Linked DNA regions of Anas platyrhynchos: regions 1 and 3 are each linked to region 2. The links are chromatin contacts, called in public Hi-C maps. All regions are on one chromosome and are shown on one strand. Each heading gives the region's core, a stretch centred on a gene start, on an enhancer-like site or on the middle of the called end of the contact. The rest is flanking DNA. Distances are from core to core; before and after follow the strand shown.

Region 1 (3,040 bases), core at 388-2,887, 200 kb before region 2:
CTGCTGTAATTTCTGCATTTCTCTGAATTGCTGATAGGTAGCTGACAATTTATAAATCCAAAATACCTTCATTAAATGTCACAGTGTGATTCCCTTTCCTATTGTGCAATAGAGTTACTACAACGCTTAGGCTTTAGGCACAGTCATGGACTATCAGAGACTCTTGAATCATGTCCATCCTGAGGAATTTGACCCGACTTACAAAACACTGCCTAGGTTTGTTCCTGTGCTGGAACGGGGAGCCAATGTGCTCGGGAGCCAAGCCAACACACTCGCTCTGCCCAGTTGCCAATGTATTCTGGGAAATTTCTGCCCACAAGCTGAGCTTCAGCTTGTTTCTCTTCATCGTGGCTGATGCCTCAGCAGAAAATCCGGCCTGCCCTTCTTTGTTACCCTCAATACCATGCGAAAATCAGTGCTACAACACAGTACAAGGATCAGTACAAGCTCCCATATGAGTTATCATTGGTTACAACAGCTTTCTCCTATCCCAAATAAAAGAGCAGACCTGTGTTGTTTTGTTTGTTTGTTTTTGTTTTTGTTGCTGGTGGTGTTTTTAGTTCTTGCTTTTATTTTAAGTCATGTATTCCCCTGCATTTATAGACATACAGTCATTCAGTTTTCAGAAACCCTTTCTCAACATTTGGGAGCTGGCTTTTGGTTTTACACTGAATAACTTGTGTTACGAACAAACTTTCTCATTCTGTAACTCCCCTCTTGTTCCAGACCTTCCGCTCTGTTGCATGGCAAAGGTCCTGGCCTTAATCCCACTGATATAATTGCTTTATTAAGAACCTGATCATCAGTCCCCACAGTTTCCTTCCTAATTTGAGCAGACTTTCTCTCTTAGCCCATTGACATTCCAAACCTTGTCAGATAAAAGCCTTCACCTCTCCTTATTTACATAAGAGACCTGAAAGGAAGTACAGGCAAGACAGGGAGCAGAAAGCAGGTATCTGCTAAAACTCAATCAAAATAGATCCATGTTGACAGTCCCTGGTTACGTCCCCAGCTCTGCTTTCTGTACTCAACCACTGCACCACTTCCACAACCAAGGATAAATCCCAAGGATCCCAATATCCTCCATTCCAGAATCTAGAGATGTCAAAGCAATCCTACAGTGAGCTAAAGCATCTTAAAGTCTGTTCTAACCAGTGCCAGTTTGAAAGATCCTTTGGGAACTTTTGTCACTGGCCAAGACCCTTCTTGCATGGATTCAAACATGAAATATTCCCTGTGCCTACAACAGCAGTGGGCAATATAAATCTGGTTATGCTGGCTTTCTTGCTACTTCCTCGCTACTTGTCTGTGTTTCAGTTGCCATTTGAAGACAAATGCCCATATATTCCACTTTTCCATGGCTTTTCCTGCAGTTATGTTGTTCCTGGCTAATGTTTTGACCTGGCAGTGACGTGTTCCTCACTGCCCACCTGACAACCCCTGCTTTACTCCCTCTTGCTGCATCTTATTGACTTTTGAACTTTCTTCACATTTACATTTGTCCAGAGGGATTTTCTCTGAAAACTGGCCTTTGCTAAAGTCCTCTGTGCAACTGCAGCGCTCCCTCCCTTCTGCAGTGACTCAGATGAGTAGGCCCAATGACTCAGTGGTTTGGAGAGCTTAAATATCAAGGGACTATTGACAATAGCCTTCCCTAGCTTGAGTAAGGATTACAAAGCTCAGTGCTTTGGGACTGAAAGACTCCCTCAGCACCCTCCCAGTTCTTTAGGTCGTTTGTACCCTCTCTTCCCCATATTGCAAAAGCATAATCAGGTGGTACTCGGAGGAGAAATTGGAAATAAAGCTGCCTTCTTTCCTGTGGTTGCTTAGGCATGATGCTGGGACCTTTAGGGAGCAGAGTCAGCGTGACGAGATCAGCACTATCCAGCCTCTGACCTCACAAGACCCAGAAGTGTCTCAGCATTTTCTCAGCTTGCACCTTCTGTCACTTTCCTCCAAGAAAGGGGAACATAAGCTCCTGAGACCATTGCCATATTTCCACTAACGTGCAAAGAAATTGCCAGACAGGCTCTGGACAAACTGGGAACAGAAGTTTGAAGGCTGTGGATGAGAACAACATGCCTGGAGCTTCATGTCAGGCCTTCCCTCCTGTCCACCACTATGAATGCACCCAACAGCATGAGGTTGCATGGCTCTAGCAAAGAGGAGGAAGCCAAAAAATAGAGGTTTCCAGGAGCTAGAACCATCGGAAAAGCACACAATGGCAGATGAGAGACTGAGAAAAAGACAGAGAGAGGTGCTAAATGGGTAAGAGGGGAAAAAAAAAAGCTGTGAAGAATTGATATTGATCTAGCTGAAAGTTCCTTTCCATATACACATAGGAAGCATCCAGTTCTGGATAACAGTCTGGATGGTAATAAATAAAGATGTTATCCAGATAAATTGTGTTTACATGTTTGCTTTGATGTAGGTTAACAATAAGGAGTAGAGAGGATGAAAACATCCTCAAATAATCATACTCTTAAAAGATTATATTAAGCTTTGATACACTGTTGATACATTCAGGCAGGAAGAAAAGATTATTTAAACAGAATGTGATTTTTACATATGTAAGTAATTTATTTGTGCACATTTTTGTTCTACTTTCTAGGGGAAGGAAAATGTGATGTACTGTGAGTGGCTAAAAACTTCATCTTGACATTTATCTCATTTGTTGAAAACAGATCCCTCTGAATTGATTTAATAAAAGCTCCAAGTGCCAAGTTTCCTGCTTGGAGCAATTGTTTTCAACAGTCAATGAAGGTATTTCAGTTCCCCTCCCCTCTTTTCTTTTTTTTTTTTTTTTGTTCCAACGTCAGAAAAATACCATTTTTTTACTTCCAAATGTCCACTCTTTTCATTATTTCTTAAAAGTTTTCAAGTTTGACAATGATGTTCGACAAATGCTTCCTTTTTGTTTTGTCCAAACTCTTGTAAATTCTTTCTCCTGCCAAACCTATAAGTTACCAAACGAAGATGGGAAGGAATTAATACCAAGCTTTGTTGGAGGTACTTAGATTTTTGGCAGTGTGCGTGTTCG
Region 2 (2,994 bases), core at 453-2,952:
TTCTGCTTTAAATCAGCAATCTCCATGTACCTCTCTCCAGTCAAACAGACTGAATAGGAATTAAGTTAACATGAGATTTCTAAGGTGCTTTAACAGGTACTTTGTTTCTTGATTAAGAGTAATCTGATAGTCCTCTCACGTCTCTTCTCTAAGGAAAAAGGAATATTAAAGATATTTTTCCCCTTCTGACAACATAGAGAAGAGTGATACGTGCATTCTACGCTGCTCAGTCATCAGAATGCCTGAAAAAGCAAATGAAAGGGAATTCTTAAATCCCCAGTGACAAAAATTAAATTAGATCTAAAGGTTTTCAGCACTCAAAACTGTTATTTAGTTAACACGTGACAACTGTTGAAATGTGATAGGATTACTGATTTGTCATGAATAAAAAACAAAATTAAAAAATCCTACTGATTGGTATCTATTAATTGCCATCTTCCCCTACATTTAGTGGTGGAACTGAAGCTCAAAGATAAAATTCAGACCTCCCAATTTTCACTTGCAGAAGATGTCCGAGATGCTCTTTGTCTTGCAAGAGCATTCAATTTTGCCACCACTTTCTGTTTCCTGCTAGTAGAAACATTTTCCGTAGGGCAGGTTTTATCAGGCTGCTGTTCTTGGGAACTCTCATCTTCATTAATTATACAGTGGCGTTTGGCAAAAACTTTCCTAACAAGGATATCACTGTCCTCGCTTTCATCGCTGTCGTGCAGTACCGAGCTGTTCAACCTCTTACGCTTCCCAGGCACAACACATTCATCATCTGTTATTTCCCCGCTGTGGATTTTCTCTTCCTGATCCAAAAAGCCATTCTTCAGAACAGCTTCATCTTTTTCGCCCACTCCATCCTCTGACACGGTGGATTCCGTGGACTCTTCCTCCTCGGAGGTAAGCGAGGATTCGTCATCGCTGTCAAACAGCAGGCGCTCCCTCTTGGTGCGCCTCCAGTCCACGCGGGATTTGGCTGACAGCTCCGTCCCGGCCGTCTTGTTTCTTGTTTCGTACCTCCTGACACCTGCTGCGGCCTCCATCGGGAAGCTGTGACAACACACCACGATACACACCGGTGAGACAACGGACCTGTTACCTTATCCCAAAGGATGAGGGCGATCTGGCACATTTTACCATGTAAAATTATAGTATTTAACGAGACCATTAGTGAGACACGGAGAAAACATCACCACACCACACTCAGGACTTCTGAGGAGCGCACACCTTCCTCAAAACACACACAGGAGCACAAATACCCCCACCCAGCCCGAAAAAATTGAAAAAACCTTTAAGTATACCCCCCCTCCCACACTGGCCGAGGCAGAGTGCTCGGACCTGCCACCTCAGGCCTCCCCCGGTGTCCCCACCGGGCCCTGTCCCCCCCCCAGTGGGGCTGGGGCGCCCCAACGGGAGCCGGGTCGGGCCCAACGGGGCCCATCCCTCTCCCCCCGCCGCCACGGCACAGGCCGATGGTCCTCGTCGCGCCCTGTCGCGCCATATCGCGCTATATCGCGGCATGTCGCGCTCTGTCGCGGCCCGACCCCACCGGTAGTTACCGGGAGCGGTTCCCGCGCCTCAGTGCGCGCGCGGGCGGCCGAAGGGAGGTCACCGCCCACACCCCGCGCTCCGCGCACTCCGATTGGCTGCCGCGGCCTGTCACTCAGCCCCCGGCATGTTTACGGAAGTGCTGGCAGGTCATGGGGGAGGCGGGGCTGTCACGTGGTTTGCCCAGGGTTCGCAGGTTGGAGAGTCGGAGGCCGCGGGTTCGAGTCCTGCCCCCGCCCTCAGGTCCCTGCCTAGCAGGCGGGGTTAGCACCGGGATATGGTGGCTCGGTTGTGATCGCGGTTCAGCTCGGTGCATTTGTGTTTCTGAGGCTCTGTGGGCTTGCTAGGCGTGGGGCAAGAGGGATTCTGGCGGCCACTGGTAGCTGCAGGTCGTAGAATCATTCATATAGAATCACAAAATGCTTGGACTGGAAGGGACCTTAAAGCCCACCCAGTTCCACCCCCCTGCCACGGGCAGGGACACCTCCCACCAGCCCAGGTTGCCCAAAGCCCCATCCAGCCTGGCCTTGAGCACCTCCAGGGATGGGGCACCCACAGCTTCTCTGGGCAGCCTGGGCCAGGGCCTCACCGCCCTTACAACAATAAAGCATTTCTTCCTAGTGTCTAATCTGAACATACCCTCTTTTAGTTAAGAGCCATTCCCCCATGTCCTCTCCCTACACCCCCTGACAAGGAGTCCCTCCCCAGCTTTCCTGTAGCCCCCTTTAGGTACTGGCAGGCCGCTGTAAGGTCTCCCCAGAGCCTTCCCTTCTCCAGGCTGAACAACCCCAACTTGTCAGCCTGTCTTCACAGGAGAGGTGCTCCAGCCCCTCTGATCATCCGTGTGGCCCTTCTCTGGACTTGTTCTAACACTTCCATGTCCTTCTTGTGCTGGGGGCCCCAGAGCTGAACACAGGGCTCCAGGTGGGGTTTCAGGAGAGCAGAGCAGAGGGGGACAACCCCCCCTCTCGACTTCCTCACCACGCTGCTCTTGGTGCAGCCCAGGATAACGGTTGGCCTTATAGGCTGCAAGTGCGCACTGACAGCTGTGTCAAGCTTCTTATCCACCAACACCCCCAAGTCCTTCTTGTCAGGGCTGCTCTCAATCCATTCTCCACCCAGCCTATATTTGTGCTTGGGATTGCCTCAACCCAGATACAGGACCTTGCACCTGGACTCGCTGAACCTCACAAGGTTCACACAGGCCCACCTCTCAGGCCTGTACAGGTCCCTCTGGATGGCATCCCTTCCCTTTAGCACGTCAACCCCACCACAGAGCTTGGTGTCATTGGCAGGTCACTAAGACCTGTACAAAGGCTTCCCTGGGAAAGCAGCTTCTTCGCAGCTGTACACTACTATCTGCTGTTTTGTGAGCAAAACCTGGTAATTTTCACATGTTCTATTCCCAACTGTCGGGGGACATGAGAACAGAGGTTGTTGAAGCTGCAATTATGGGGA
Region 3 (2,966 bases), core at 229-2,728, 250 kb before region 2:
AGCCTGGAGCAGAGTGGACTTTGGATGGATCCATGAGCACCCCTAGAGCCTTCACAGAAGGTATTGAGGAGATGCACTGCCCAGAGAGGTTGTGTGGTCTCTGTCCTTGCAGGTTTCCAAGCCCAGGCTGGAAAAAAAGCCCTGAGCAGCCTGACCTGCCCCCAGTGCTGTCCCTGCTGGGACAGAGTGCTGAGGCACTCTGAGGTCCCATCCCTCGCCTGCCCCATGCTCCTACACCCTACAGCAAGATGTGCTTTTGAGTCACAGCACGGCTGGGGGTGGAAGGGACCTCTGGAGATCACCCAGTCCAACCCCTGCCGAGCAGGATCACCTAGAGCACGTTGTGCAGGATGGCATCCAGGCAGGTTTGGGATATCTCCAGAGGAGGAGACCCCACAGCCTCTCTGGGCAGCCTGTCCCAGCGCCCTGTCACCTCACAGTACAGAAGTGCCCCCTCATATCGAGCTGGAACCTCCTGGGCTTCTGTTTGTGCCCATTGCTTCTCATCCTGTCAGTGGGCACAGCTGAAAAGAGACCGGCCTAATCCTCTCAACACACTCCCCTCAGATATTTATCCACATTGATGAGGTCTCCCCTCAACTTCTACGATGAATTTCACCTGAAACGTAATTATCAAGTGTTTCCACGAGTCGTGAACTTCAGACCAATGTAATTCTTGTGCCTTCAATCCCAAATTCATGTAATACCAATAGAGAAAACTGCTTTTTTTGGGTATAAATACAGTACGTGGATGCTGTATTTGATGGCTGCTTTGCATACTTCTCATTTCCTCCCCGATAACCTGTGCAAGGCACGGGACGCCTCTTTCCAGTTTGTGTGACTGAAGGACCTCGGAAATCACCCAGAGAGAATTAAAAGGCCATTAAGACTGCAAATTAGAGCTGGAAGGGGACACGTCCCCGCGGATTTGTTGCTGAAGGCTCAGACCAAGGCCCAGCCTGGCACACAGCGAGCGCCCCTCGGGGTGCAGCACCAGGGATGCTCCTTGCACCCCTCCTGCCGCCCCAGCAGACCCCCACCTTTACTGCTCCCTCCCCAAACCCACCGAAGAAACATGGCTTTAATTAGCATGATTACACACTGACGGCGGGGGCACCTCTACCAAACCTTTACAATTCATTCCTAAATCGGCCGCATAGCGGCTGCCCCAGCGCCGTGCCCTGCATCCCTCCGAGCACCCTCTCCCCCCCACACCCCCAAATCCCAAATCCCACACCCCGCTACGACCCCGGGCGGGTATGGAGGGCAATGGGGGACGACCCTGCCCGTTACCTGGAGAGGGAATCGCCGCTGGGCGGCCTCCCCACGGCCGCCGGCCGCCCGGCGCCGAGGCTCTCGCAGCTGGAGCTCTCCTCCATGCCGGGCGGCGGGGCGGCCCTCAGCCCCGGGCGCAGGGAGCGGCCATGGCGGCCCGGCGTGCTGCGCGGGGAAGGGCGGGCTGAGGCGGGGCGGCTCTGCCTCGGCTCGGCCCCCGGCTGCCGCAGCCTGCCCTCACCCCTTGGGGGGATCGGCTGGTGGTGGCTGGGGGTGAAGGGGGAGGCTGGGGTTGTGTGTGGGGTGGCGGGGCAGCGAGGGAAGAGGGGTGGGCATGGGGGAGAGGGTGGGGGGCGGAATGGGCGAGGAGCCACCCGTGGTAGCCTGGCCAAATCCAGTCACTGTTCGCCCTTCCTTTCCCCTGGGCATTCACCCTCTGCATCTGGACACCAAAGTCATTCCTAGAGGCTTGTAGCCTCTGTCAGTGGCATTATTTCTGTTACACTAGCCTGCAGGAGGCACAGACCCCCCCCCCTCCCCCCATCCCCCCTTATGCCAAGCTCTGTTCACATACTAAAAAAGAATTGTGCTCCCAAAATCCTTAATCACCCTTATACAATGCTTAATCACTCAAGGATCCCATCTGAAGATGATGGCCTCCACCAGGCCCAAATTGCTCGGCTTCACAGGGTGCCGGTGTGGATCCGCTGTGCACACGTGGAGGAAGAAGTTGTCGGGCTGACAGCTTGAGTACAGATATCACGGGTTGTGCCCATTTCTTTGCCGTCAAAGATCGCTATCGAAACACAGGTAGTTCTGCAGGAAGGGCAACGTTCAGTTCCTTGAAGCAATCTGGCGAGCGAGAGAAGAGCTCTTTGCGTTATTTACAGACTGGGGAACTGCAGCTGACGCTCCCCTCTCGCACAGGGCGGGTGCTGAACACGCAGCTGTTTTGACAAAAATCCTACAAGGCAGACAAGAAACCAAAACACCGGGGACCTGTTAGTAGGCAGGTGGGTTTCCACTAAACCCCGCTCATCCATGCTGCCTGTTGGTAAAGCAAACACCCAATGCCATGAACATCACCCCAAATGGCCATCCACTTGAAACACAAACAGCCTGAACGCTCTGTGGCTGTCAATGGTTACTCAAACATCCCTTTGCTCTCCAAAGAGCGAGCTGGGTGATATATCTCTGCCTATTTCCCGTTCTGTTCCTGTCGCTGGGGTATAACTCCGGAGCACTTTGAGTCACTCACAGGCCGGTGAAGACGAGCAGGATGTTGGAGCAGCCCCGCCTGAGACAGCGCTAGGCTGCTGTGAAATTTCCTCCCTCGCTTTTCCTGCAGCGTCTTTCGGCTGCTGTTGAGCAAGCTTGATGTGGGATGGTTTTCAAGCTGGTTTAAACTTGAAAGCACGGCTTTGTTGAAGCAATTTTTCACTGTATTTTTTTTTAATTTCGAGTTCTAAAAAAAGTTTATAAATTGGCAAATGAGTTTGTCTAGCCTTTCTTTTTAGTGTAAAAAACTGAGCTCGTGTAAACTTTTCTAAAATGCAAACTGTTTTCTGCTTAGAAGTGAGATTTCTGTTTTTAAAATCAATTAAAATTAATTATGAGTGTTTTATCGCAGGGTTAAAATCAAAACAAGATGCTTTGACATTATCAAAATGATTAATGGACCTGTCCTGATT

The links. Hi-C and Micro-C count contacts between places; a contact is called where the count stands out from the background.
Region 1: a contact with region 2 is called in a Hi-C map of subcutaneous adipose tissue, with 2.7 times the contacts expected there. The contact joins the enhancer-like site here to the promoter of CCDC82 in region 2. A contact is called at or near these places in 5 of 8 Hi-C or Micro-C datasets (F1 follicle, liver, skeletal muscle and 1 more).
Region 3: a contact with region 2 is called in a Hi-C map of subcutaneous adipose tissue, with 2.7 times the contacts expected there. The contact joins the promoter of MTMR2 here to the promoter of CCDC82 in region 2. A contact is called at or near these places in 2 of 8 Hi-C or Micro-C datasets (skeletal muscle and subcutaneous adipose tissue).

The regions. Positions count from the first base shown.
Region 1 is chr1:195,513,163-195,516,202 of IASCAAS_PekinDuck_T2T, reverse strand. The region is part of intron 2 of MAML2 (mastermind like transcriptional coactivator 2); the gene reads right to left. Among named protein-coding and RNA genes, the nearest start is that of MTMR2, 48 kb to the left of the region's middle. Within about 2 kb of position 1,637, at least 3 of the 8 cell types and tissues checked have an H3K27ac peak or open chromatin away from gene starts, as enhancers often do. A contact at or near this core is called in subcutaneous adipose tissue, where this site is marked.
Region 2 is chr1:195,309,125-195,312,118 of IASCAAS_PekinDuck_T2T, reverse strand. It overlaps CCDC82 (coiled-coil domain containing 82), which reads right to left and starts at 1,702. Exons shown (of 8, transcript XM_072032766.1): 1 at 1,548-1,702; 2 at 486-1,038. The coding sequence starts at 1,031.
Region 3 is chr1:195,560,916-195,563,881 of IASCAAS_PekinDuck_T2T, reverse strand. It overlaps MTMR2 (myotubularin related protein 2), which reads right to left and starts at 1,478. Exons shown (of 15, transcript XM_005012851.5): 1 at 1,294-1,478. The coding sequence starts at 1,379.